2 separate regions of the Pan troglodytes genome follow, and region 2 is linked to region 1. A link is a contact called in public Hi-C data. All regions are on one chromosome and are shown on one strand. Each heading gives the region's core, a stretch centred on a gene start, on an enhancer-like site or on the middle of the called end of the contact. The rest is flanking DNA. Distances are from core to core; before and after follow the strand shown. Region 1 has its middle 80 kb from the start of GFPT1. Region 2 holds the start of FBXO48 (F-box protein 48).

Region 1 (5,365 bases), core at 1,918-4,417:
TGGCCACCCAAAAGACTTCTTTGGAGGGAGGGCCTGAGGAGCTTCCTGCAGGGCAGAAATGATGAGTTTGCCCTCAGCCACAGGAGGAAGCTTAATGCGGAGAAGGGCCACCTGCCACCACTTGGACCGGCCCTGGGATCTGTGGCCGGGATCTTTGGCTGGCAGGGGCATGTGAGTAAACTCTAAGGTCATCTGCTGACAATGCCTGTGAGGCAGTGGGCACAGCGGCCTGGTTTGGGGCGTGTTTCTTGAGTGTAGCACAAAGGGAGGCGAGGGGCTCTCCTCGGAGCAGCCTCCTCACCCACCACCAAGTGCTTTGACTTCCAGGGACAGCACAGAGGTGATGCAGGTCCTATCGGGCCCTGTTGCGGAGACAAGCCGCCCTACGTCTGGCAGTGGATTTGTTCAGGGCCACATCCAGGCACACGACCCAGAGGACTCAGAGACCTCCTAGGAGGCAAGGCCCTTGCAAGCAAGTGGGAGAAACACCTGGAGCCAATGGGATCTGGGTTCCTGTGGGTCACATGTTAGTGTCATTTCATCGGCCCTGCAGGCTTGGGAGGCCCAAGGAAACTTGGGTTACATAAAAAAGGAAAAGCATACTGTAGTTTGGCAAACAAAATGCGTCTTTGTGTGTGAGAGTGTGTGTGAGAGAAATGAGCTTTCATTTAGAAGCATTGGCAGCGGTTCTAACTGGTTCCCAAGTCCTTTTAAAATGATATTTTCTGAGCCTGGAAACCAAGCAGGCAGATCATGGAATTTTGGCTGGAGATGTTTTTTTAAAAATGTAGGCTAGCAATGAAAAAGGAGGTGGTAATTTGGCTCTGAGGCCTTTACGGGCTGCAGAGCAAACCCAGCAGGGTTACCATGGCGGCGCTTCTACTGTTTATATAAACAAAGGTTTTTTTCCTGACAAACATACTTCATATTTAATAATCTTCAATCCACAGGGGCCTCTACCCTCTCTTTGTGTGTCGCTAGTTCAAGCCATTTGGAACTGGGGAGAGTTTTATTATTGCATGTGGTTGTTTTCAGGCACCCAATACACTTCAGAATTAAGTGTTAAGTGTATCTTGAGGTGCAGGGTGAGAGGTAGTCCGTGATTGTAAGAGAGATGAACCTGCATGAGAAAATGCAAAACAGGCTTTTCCTGGGTCCAGAGTCTCCTGGGCCAGCCACACCCAGCATTCAGAAGTAGACACTGCCACAGTAATTCAGTTCACACTCCCAATACAACCTGCACAGCACCTACCACACCTCTCTGAGTGGCACCGCAGCCTTCAGATTACCACTGCCTGAGATGTCCACTTCCTGTTAGCCCATATCTAATTATGTGTGGAGACTTAACAAATCCTGTATTGTGAGAGGACTCCTCTGGTTATGGGTAACAGAAACCCTACTCTATGGAACTGAAGCACAAAAGGGGACTTACGACTGGATCGTGTCACTGGAAATGCCGGGGTAACCTGGCTTCAGGAATCACCGACCCAGCTTGTGTGCCTGTATCCCAAATTCTGGCACATCTGACATAATCCCTGTGACCCTCCTCTCCATAGTTTCCCCATAGTCTCTAGGAAGACTCCGTCTTTTTAGACATGTTGGGTCTGACCTAAGGACTTTGAGTGTTCTCAGGCATTTCTCTAGGGACACAGAGTGACCAGAAATGCCAGCCAGCTTGGGCAAAGCCACTTGCCTTTTCCTCCCTCTGGAACATCCAGCCACCTCTTTAGACCTGCCCAGGAGCTCAGAGCAGCCTAGGAGGTCCTCTCAGTTGTTGCCCCCTCACTGCCCTCTGGGGTCTTCAGAGCCAGCAGGGAGTACTGAGGGTCCCTCCCAGCTGCAAGCTCCAGAATTCTCTACAGATGCCACTGCCAGGGTTACCCTGTGAATAAACTGGTTCTACTCCAAGGGTGTCACACGTGCATGATGTAGGTAGACATGGCATCGGGACTCCAATGATCCCAGACAGAATCTGCATGACCTCCTGTGAATATCGCCAGCAGCAGCCAATCTGTGGGTCCATATTTTGGCTTAATTCCCCCAGCTTTGGGGTCCTTCATAACGACAGGACATTGGTGTCCTCCTCCACCACTCCAAATGCCACAGGCATTTCTCAAAGTCCCCAGGAGTTTGCGTGTGTGTTTAGGAAGAAGCCCATTACATCTTCTGTGGGTCTGGGTTAGCAATCGTCTGCACCTGTTGTGCCCTCTCCTCAGGGCCCATGCCTTGCCCCGCAAGCTGGTCACCCCACAGAGGCTGCTCCTGAGGTATTACCAGGCTCAGTTCTTGCGCTGAGTGGGGCTGGGACCACATACCACAGGGTCACTCTCTCATTCACTGCTCCACCATCTCCTTTCCACTAAACTTTCTTCTGCACTAAAAGATCCTCATATCCCCTGCCATGAACACCACAGGCATCTATTTCAGCAGGTGACCCCCTGTTAAACAGAGCCACCGGAGAGACCCCCAGGAGCACAGCGCTGGTTGGAGAACACCTCAGCTGGGGTCTAGATGTCCTCATTCTCGGCCTTCTTCTTTTATACCCAAACGATGCTTTCTCTGTTAATAATATCTGAGAGAACTGTTGCTTAAAAATGTAAAACAAAACCACCGTGTAAATGGAGCGGGGTCTTCATTGGAAAGTCTAACCTTGGGGGCACCCAGTTGATGTAAATAAACCACTGGCTGTCAGAGGGGAAGGGGGATTTGAGGACAGCCGAGTCAGGGAGCGTGGAGCAGCCAGGCTTTGTGGCAGGGCCTTCCACAGGGGCATGCTGGAGCTCAGCACTGAGAGCACCAGGAAGAGAGGGACAGCAATGGGCACCTCAGCCCCTCAGCAGGAGAAGATGGCGACCGCCACAGTGGCCCAGACTCCTGGAACTTCTGAACTACTTGGTAATTGGTTGGAATTTTCGGGGGTCCGCAGAACCCACAGTTCTCCAGGTGGAGCCGAACCAGAAAAATGCTACTTTGTGGTGTTATTGTGACCCCCACCCCCGCGCCGTATCCACCCCAGGTGCATTGATTAGGAAGTTGGTTCTGGCTATTCAAAACAGTGCTGAAACAGGTGGGTGTGAGCGGGGGAGCGGAATCACACAAACCGCGCTGGTCACAGCAGAGGAGCGCCCCACACGACAGCCTTGCGGAGACGGGCAGCGGCCACACGGGGGCAGCGCCTTCCCAGCCTGAATGAGCACAGACGCGGCGAAGCCCCCGAGAGTCGAGAGGAAGCGCAGTAAGGGGCGGCCACGCGTCTCGGCCCTGTGCCCTTCCTTACATTTCTCGCTCTGCGGGGCGCGCCATGCCTGCAGACACAGGGCGTCAATGGTCTTGGGAGGCTGGAATGTGGGGTGTGCAGAATCCATCCAGCGCAGTCTAGGGCAGGACCCAAGGGACACCCTGTGGGGGTGCTCTGGGCTGGTCCCCTCCAAGCCCCTCTGCCCGCTCCCTGATCTCACTCAGATCGGTCCCCTCTCCCTCAGAGAGCGGCCCTTGAGCTTCAGGCACTTTTCTAGGCCCTGGGGGCACAGCCGTCCCGGGGCGCCGTCTGGAGGGCAGGGACAGTAGTGTCCCCGCAGCGCCTCCTACCTGCCACCACCTCCACCTGTGCCGGGAGCCCCAGACCCGCCGGCCGAGCCGGGTGCGGAAGAGGCTGCAGGCGCCCGGGACCCGGCCTTCGGAAGTAGGGGTCGCAGAGGGGCTCCGGCCTTGCGGTATCTTGTGTCGGCCGCACCCCAGGGTGTGGCTCTGGAACGGGTAGTGGGGAAGCTGCGGCGGCGCGCAGTGATCCCAGCGGGGCGTCTGGAGACAACAGAAGGGGCGGTGCTCACGGGACCGGCGTCTTTCCCGGGGGCCACAGTCGGGCCAGCGGGGCATCTCTCCGGACGGCCCCTCCCCGCTCTCTCTGCTCGGATGTTCACGCTTCCACCCTCAGCGCGGGGCCGCCCTGCCTCCCCCTCCGGAGCCCCCAAGCGGGTGTCAAGGGCAGCCGCACCCACGTGGAAAGCTCAGTTTCCCCTCCTGTCCTTTAGGTTTCTGTGGCTTCTTTCTGCCTCCGTAGCTGGAGCCAGGACGTGGCCGTGGTCCGGGAGAGCTGGGCCCAGAGTCCCGGCTTCCTGCGTGAGGGGGAGCGGCTGGGAAGCGGGTTCCTGGCGGCTGGACCACCGCCCCAGGTGGGCGTGCGAACTCAGGGCCTGGATTCGCACACAGAGAGCCCTCCTACAGCTGTGCACGCCCCGCGCCGGCTCCCCTTCCTGGTTTTTGGTGGATACAGCCGGTCCCAGGCCCACCAGTTTAAATGAGTTTAAATCCCCACGCAGCCGACTTTGAGGAGAGAATTCAGGAAGCTGGCACGGCTGCATCTCCAGCCAGAAGGTTTTGTGTCTGACATTTGATTGCAAATTGCAACGTTTCAAGGCATTATAGCTCAGGGGTTGAAGGCAGGAGAGGGAGCCTATCTGTAAATATCTTTCTCCTTAAAATGTGGTCTCTCCCGCCTCTCTTCCTTTTGGCTCCTTTCCCTTTTTTGGCACAGGAAGATGGCCGAGGTCAGCGAGGCAGGGTTGTTTCCCTGTCCACAGCGCATTAGGGACCAGAAAAGAATGTTGGTGTCTCTAAGGTGAGCTGCTGTCGCCTCAGGGTCCCGGGCTGGGGGTGACAAGGGCTAAGCTAAGACGAGGCCCCTAGGTGAGTGGATTTTGCATTGATTTGGAAGCTGGTTCAGGCTATTCAAAACAGTGCTGAATTCTTTGATGTTGAGGTCGCTTTGGACCTCGAGGTCCCACTTATGCCGGCTTCTTGCTCCAGGAGCGACGGCCCTGGTAGAGAAAGGGAAGTCGCGCAGCCTCTCAGGTGGCCAGGTCTCCCGCTAACCCCCACTGGCAGCTTGTCTGAGGTCTGACTGCAGAGCTGTCCGAAAGGAGCTGGGCTAGGAGATGCCAGTGGGGTGTCCCAGCCACACAAAACTGCAGGCAGAAATGGGTTGACCATGCCTCAGTCTTGACTGCCCCACCCATCGCCCACCCCAGTGCCTGACCAGCTTGCAATTACTTGACCAGTACGTGTGACCCTCAGCAGCCACCTGCTAATATAAGCTCCCATTTCAATCCACTTCACATGCCACCTGCCCATGCAGGACCCTCACCTCCAACGCCCCCCTCCCCCCGCCCCCGCTGCAGCATGCCTCAACTCCCCAGGCCTCGCTCAGCCTGCTGTCTTAGAAGAACTGGTCGTGTGTGGTCCAGGGCTCTGGGCTCTGGCCTCTGCATCGTGTCAGCACGTGGCTGCCCTGGGCTGGAAGAGGGACGCTGCTGTCCCTTCTGGTATTCTGGGCAAGGGGATGAGGAGGCTTTTCTCCAAGGCCCTG
Region 2 (6,028 bases), core at 831-3,330, 840 kb after region 1:
CGACAACACAAAGAACAAGCTACAAATAATGAAAGGGTCTGCAATCTGTTGCCATGTTTCTAAACCACGGCCCTAAAATTCATCCACCTTTTAACCAGACCCACAGTACTATACTGGTGACAATTTCTTAAGCAAGTCAAAACTCGTTAGTCACCAGACATATGATTACTAGATTAAGCACATACTCTTAAGTTTCTAACCTACGAATTTAAAAGAAAAATAAAGCCTCCAGACAGTTCCTTCCAGTGTTTGTATAGGCCAATAAACGATGAAAAAAATAGAAATGATATTAAACATTTAAATAATCACTTGTCCAGTAAAAAAATGAACAGCAATTGAATATCTACTTCCTCAATAACCTTACCACATGCACATGTGCATGTACACAACACACAACACACACACACACACCCCTTTAGGACGAGCTTCCATAATACAATCTGAAACTACCACTCCTTTCCCTGCTCCCAGAAGGGACCTAAGGCAAGTACCAATGGTTCCATTTAGACTCTGGAAGTTAACCAGGACAACAGTACACACTCCTTACTCCTTGGTGTTAGCTCACTGACACAGGTGTCTCCCTAGTCCCAAGAGAAAACTCCTAAAGGGTAGGGACCCATGTTCCATTCATCTTTGTATGCCCCACAGTGCTAGAATCTGCAAAATGTTCTACACAGTAAGCACCAAACAAGAAATGTTGAATGTTAAAGAACAAAATAGAAGACTAGATGTACTTAAGAGATCTATAGAATTCCAGAATGCAATATGCAAATGTTCTTATTCCTAAACCTCTCCCAAAGAAGGTAGAGAATATTAGCTTTGTGGCATTATGTGTCCAAAAGCTTATGTATGGACTTTAAATAATGTATGTATGGCTCAATTTTCTCATCTGAACAATGAGGATAATAAAAATACCTAACTGATACGGTCTTGAGACAGTTAAAGATGTTGGTATAGGTAATGTCTCCTTAGACCAATGACACGAACGCTATACACATTACTTATGAAGGGTTAGCTACTCATTTTACTGGAAATAATAAATAATATAAATAAATAAGGTCCACACAGCTCTGCAAAGGAGACCAAAGCTTAAAAGAAATTAGCCTAGAAGACGTAATATCACAGTTTGGCAAACTTTTCTGTAAAGGACCAGACACTACTGTAAATATTTTAGGCTTTACAAGACAAGCCGCAATACCCTCAACCCTTGGAGCAACTATTCCCCCTGAAAAATTAGTAGGTTTTTTGTTTACATTTTACATTTTAGAATTTAAGAATCATTCTTAGTTCATGGGGCCATACAAACATAGGCTGGATTTGGCCCCCAGGCACTAGTTTGCCAATCCCTGGATAAGATAATAATGGTAATACAGTCAGTGTTTTAAAAGCAACATAAAGAAATGTTTGTGAATTGGCTTAAAGGTAACTGAAAAACGTGCGGCCCCAAACTTCTAAAATCCGGACTGGCGGACCAGCGCGGTGGGGAAACCGGCCAGGACTAGGGCCGGTCTTCAGGAGCCGGCGCGGAACTCCACGGCTCTCGGGGTCCGCTAAGCCCCCGCCCACACTTACTCCCAGCAGCGGCCCGCGGCCGATCACCGTCTCCCCGGGCGCCAGGGCCACCCGGGGACCGCCGTCCCGCGGCTGCAGCTCGAAGCCCCCGGACATGGCGGGCAAGGATTAGGCCCCTTCGCCAGGAGACTGGCCCCGCCGCTGTTTCCGCCCTCCACAGACACGCGCGGGGCAAGCCCACGCCCTGGGAAAAAACACCGAGGGAGGGCCTCAAAGGCTCCCCGCGGCTGCGCCGGTCCTCTCAGAGCCCGGCCCCAGCGCAGCTTCACGAGTCCCGCCCCTCCACGCCTACTAATGACGCAACCGGGGATTCCCCAGTCACGCCGCCTCAAAACTACTGTTTAAAAACCCCGGCTTATTCCCCAACACCCTTTTCACCTCCCTCCCATCTTGGAGGACGCCGGGCCTTGTAGTCCTGGTGCCTTTCTTCACTTCCTTTCCCGAGCGGAGATGCCCTGGAAAAAACTACCAATCCCCAAAGGCACTGCGCGCCCCTCTCGGCGCCTGCGCGAGTTCTGAGCAGGGCGGGACTCAGGTGGGCGGGATGCGAAGAGCTATGGGGAAGGATTCGAATTCCGGAGGATTTAAATCGCGGGAGGAGAAGCCACCGCGGCCTAGTAGGTAGAAGGGTCTTCCGTTCCCGTTGGCTTAGGTGTCTGCGCTCCCGGGGACGCGGCCCGGACGCAAGCTCAGCCTTCCCTCCGCGGCCTGGAGCCGCAGTGACAGTCAACGCTGACGGTTTTTTGTCACTTGTCAGTGCCCTGTGTTCTTGGGTTCCAGCAGCTGCCACCCGCGCGGGACACAAGGAGGGTGGCTCAGACGGGACGTGGGGTGATTAGCCCTGACCCGCGGGATTTGGACGGAGTGGGGCTCCCCGCCCCTCCGACTGCGCTGCCGCCGATCTATCCCTCCGAGTGATAGTTGAAAGGGGGACGAGCTTTTACTTCACTTGAGAGAGAATTCAGGAAAGCTCAGTTCATAAAGGAGAAAGGGCAGAAGAGGGGTCGTTTCCAGGCATCCAGGCGAACCTGGACGTAGAAGAAAGATTCCTAGTGGGATTTTAGAAACTCGCAAAGGCATCCCCTGCTGTGAAATTCAAAAGCCTTCATTCCCGTTACAGGAATTCCACAAGGGGAGGCATTTTATTCTCCCAGTAAGATCCTGGGAGAAGTGGATAAACACACTGTAACGTTTAAATGCATTGTAACGTTTTCCTAATGTGAGATTCTTTTCAAGAACGTTGTGGTTTGGCTTTGGTTTGTATTAGTGGTGGGAGGGGCCAAGGTGCATGGCAAAAACTTGCTCTTGACTCACCCGTTTTTACGTTTGCTTTCTTACTTCCCCAAACCCTCAAGAAGAAGACTTCTGTTGAACACAGACTGCAGTTCCAGCCACCACAGCTAATCTGGATCATGAATGGGAGCCACCGTGGTCTTGGCAAGTCCGGAAACATAGCTGAGTAGCTCATCTAGAAAAGAGATTTGTGTTCAGCTGAGTTAAAAGAAGTATTTAGCTGTACCTCAAACCTCTCCTCTTGCACAACCAACCCCCATTATAAAAGGAAGTGCAAAATGGAATAAACTGATTTTAAGTGAATACAAGCTGTCTTTATATACAAAAGTAACTCAAGGATGGTGATGTACCCAGTCATGCTTTCAACTGATTTGGGAAGCCTGCACCATTCACCTTAGGTAAATTAGCTGAAACTGAGTTTTAAATCTGGGCTTCAAATAGTCACATACTGTACCTAGCTGAGTTCTAAACATTGTTTACAGTTGTCACTCACTGTTGCTTGATGTCTTCAGTGACTATAATCCTTAGCTTGTAATTACGCATGTAGGATAACTTCAAGGGGCCATTTCTAAAACACTACTCTTATGACTGAGTTGAATATTTGAGACTTTGTTTCATAATCCAGATCTCATCTTCTTGTCCATTTCAGATAGTAGTTGTGTCAAATGTAAGCACCTACCTACCTATTAGATACAAGTAGATAAAATTCTTATATAAACAACTAGAAGTCCAGCAAGTTTATGATTAAGTCACAAATTGCAAATTAATGATGAGGCATCAGTTCCCATGTACAACAAGTATTCAGGAGTTTAATAGGATTGACTCATACACATTTTCAAAGGTACAAAAGTACCGGGTATGGTGGCTCATACCTGTCATCCCAGCACTCTGGGAGGCTGAGGCAGAAGGATTGCTTGAGGACAAGAGTTCAAGACCAGCCTGGACAACATAGCAAGAACCATTTCTCCGTAAAACAGTTTTTGGTTTTCTGTTTTTTTTTTTTCTTTTTTTTTTTTAAAGAGGGGCGGGGTACACTGAGTCAAGAGAATCGCTTGAGGCTGGAGTTTGAGGCTGCAGTGAGCTATTATGACACAGCTGCACTCCAGCCTGGGTGAGAGTGAAACTAACATGTTGGGTGCCTCCCATGTGCAATTCAGATGTAGCAAGACTAGATATTTTACCCACTATCACTGTTAATCCTTGCAAGAACTTTCAGGAGAGCGGCAGCATTGGCCCATTTTACAGATTGAGAAGCTAAAGTCAAGAAAGAGTTCTTAAATTATACCCAAAAAGCATCTGACTTAAAGTAGGATTTATACTCCTATTTGGAGACTGAGCATGTTTAAATTTTGCCTTTTAGGTTACATATGAGGATAACTTAAAACATTAAGCTATGCATAAAAACTCCAAGAGAAACAATAATTCAGGAGTTTCTCACACAGAAGCGAACTCTGTGGATGCTGAGAAGGAAAAAAATGAGAGTCAAAACAACTTTTTTGAACTGCTGCCTGCAGAAATCACTTTTAAAATTTTCAGTCAACTGGACATTCGGAGTCTGTGCAGGGCTTCATTGACATGCAGGAGCTGGAATGACACAATAAGAAACAGTGACTCTTTATGGAAACCTCACTGCATGACTGTAAGAGCTGTGTGCCGAAGAGAAATAGATGATGATCTAGAAAGTGGTTATTCCTGGAGGGTGAGTTTAATCTTTGCGATCTGCAGTGTTGTTGACAGCGTTATGATAGCAGGTTTGCACCAATTCTAACTTCTGCTTGGAGGAGACAGAATTACATATGCAGAATAACACAGACAGTGTGTTGACTCTTGGAAATGAGTTAAAGTTATTAGTCTTTTCCTGCTAACCACACTGTTTCCACACTATCTTTCATTTATCCTTTTGCATTTTTTAAATTCTAAATTCGGGAATTTTCCTGCGTTAACCAGAAGGGAATTAGCTCTTTCTTTTCACTTCACCTTATGCCACTCCGTATAAATACACATATACATACACACACGTACACAGACACATACATTTATTAATGTACGTATATATAAATGTAAATACTTACTCTTTTTTTCAGCCCTGTCAATCTGCTTCTCTTGCTTTAAACACATTCACTAGCCAACCACCTACTACAGTCTTTTTTTAACGGTGATTTACCTCTTTCAGGTGATACTGCTGAGGAATTACCAGAAGAGTAAAGTGAAACACGAATGGCTAAGTGGCAGATACAGCAACATTTGTTCTCCCATTAGCCTACCAGAAAAAATCATGTACCCAATGGATGCAGATACATGGGGGGAAATTCTAGAAGCAGAACTGGAAAGATAAGGGGAAAAAAAAATCACAAATCTCAGGTCTTTGAAAGTTTAAAACTTAAATGACTCTTAGGTTGCAAAAGCGATATCTTTATTCGTTCATTTTGTTGTTCACCTTTTTAAAAGAAAATGAAATGGAACTATTATAAACGTAAAGCTTTATTTTTGTTTTGCACTTTAGTAAAATTTTTCTGGTTTTATTGTAATGTGGAAAAATCATGAAATGTTATTTTTATAAGAAATAATATACTGATAGAGTGATTTCCAAATACAATGTTTCATGTATTTGTGTTAATATATTTGCAATACTAAATGAAAGAGTGATTTGTATGTTCAGCTTAATGATAATTCAAAATTTCAGGAAGCCACTTTAAACTGACTTAAAGATTCATTAAGTGGTGGTTATAACTAGGCTCATGGGAAGACTAGCTAAGTGAAATTAATAGCAATACATTTAAATTAATACATTGACATTTTAATGACTTTAACATTTCTATTTCAGTGGAATCAGATTGAAATGTCAAATAGTGAAACTATTTTTAATGTGTTAAGCCTGTGGTTTAGTTTTAAGTTAATGTCATCTCAGGGCTAAAGTTTGTCCAATTGAGATTCCCATTACTTGTATATAAACCTGGAACGGCTCTCAGGGGCTGAAAGTAAGTGGAAAGTTTCCAGAACACTTTACCATCAGAATGCCACACTAGCCTGGTAAAACTCTCTTTCTGACAGCCTTATAGCACCATCTAGTGTGCTATTCTTAGATAGCAAGACAAAGGACTTTCAGCTCCTTTTTGTTTTCTCCATATTAAAAAGAAAACTGTTATTCTAAAGAATCCTTAAC

The links. A called contact is a pair of places that touch in the nucleus more often than the background predicts.
Region 2: a contact with region 1 is called in a Hi-C map of stem cell-derived neural progenitor cells, with 4 times the contacts expected there. The contact joins the promoter of FBXO48 here to the enhancer-like site in region 1. A contact is called at or near these places in 1 of 7 Hi-C or Micro-C datasets (stem cell-derived neural progenitor cells) and 1 of 1 datasets of contacts at active chromatin or transcription factors (stem cell-derived excitatory neurons).

The regions. Positions count from the first base shown.
Region 1 is chr12:53,431,519-53,436,883 of NHGRI_mPanTro3-v2.0_pri, forward strand. No RefSeq gene overlaps it. Among named protein-coding and RNA genes, the nearest start is that of GFPT1, 80 kb to the left of the region's middle. Within about 2 kb of position 3,168, at least 7 of the 24 cell types and tissues checked have an H3K27ac peak or open chromatin away from gene starts, as enhancers often do. A contact at or near this core is called in stem cell-derived neural progenitor cells, where this site is marked.
Region 2 is chr12:54,273,072-54,279,099 of NHGRI_mPanTro3-v2.0_pri, forward strand. FBXO48 (F-box protein 48) reads left to right here and starts at 2,081. Exons shown (of 4, transcript XM_001167525.7): 1 at 2,081-2,189; 2 at 2,928-3,263; 3 at 4,226-4,564; 4 at 5,039-5,302. The coding sequence starts at 4,259. The coding sequence ends at 5,200. It overlaps APLF (aprataxin and PNKP like factor), which reads right to left and starts at 1,908. Exons shown (of 11, transcript XR_010149109.1): 1 at 1,573-1,908.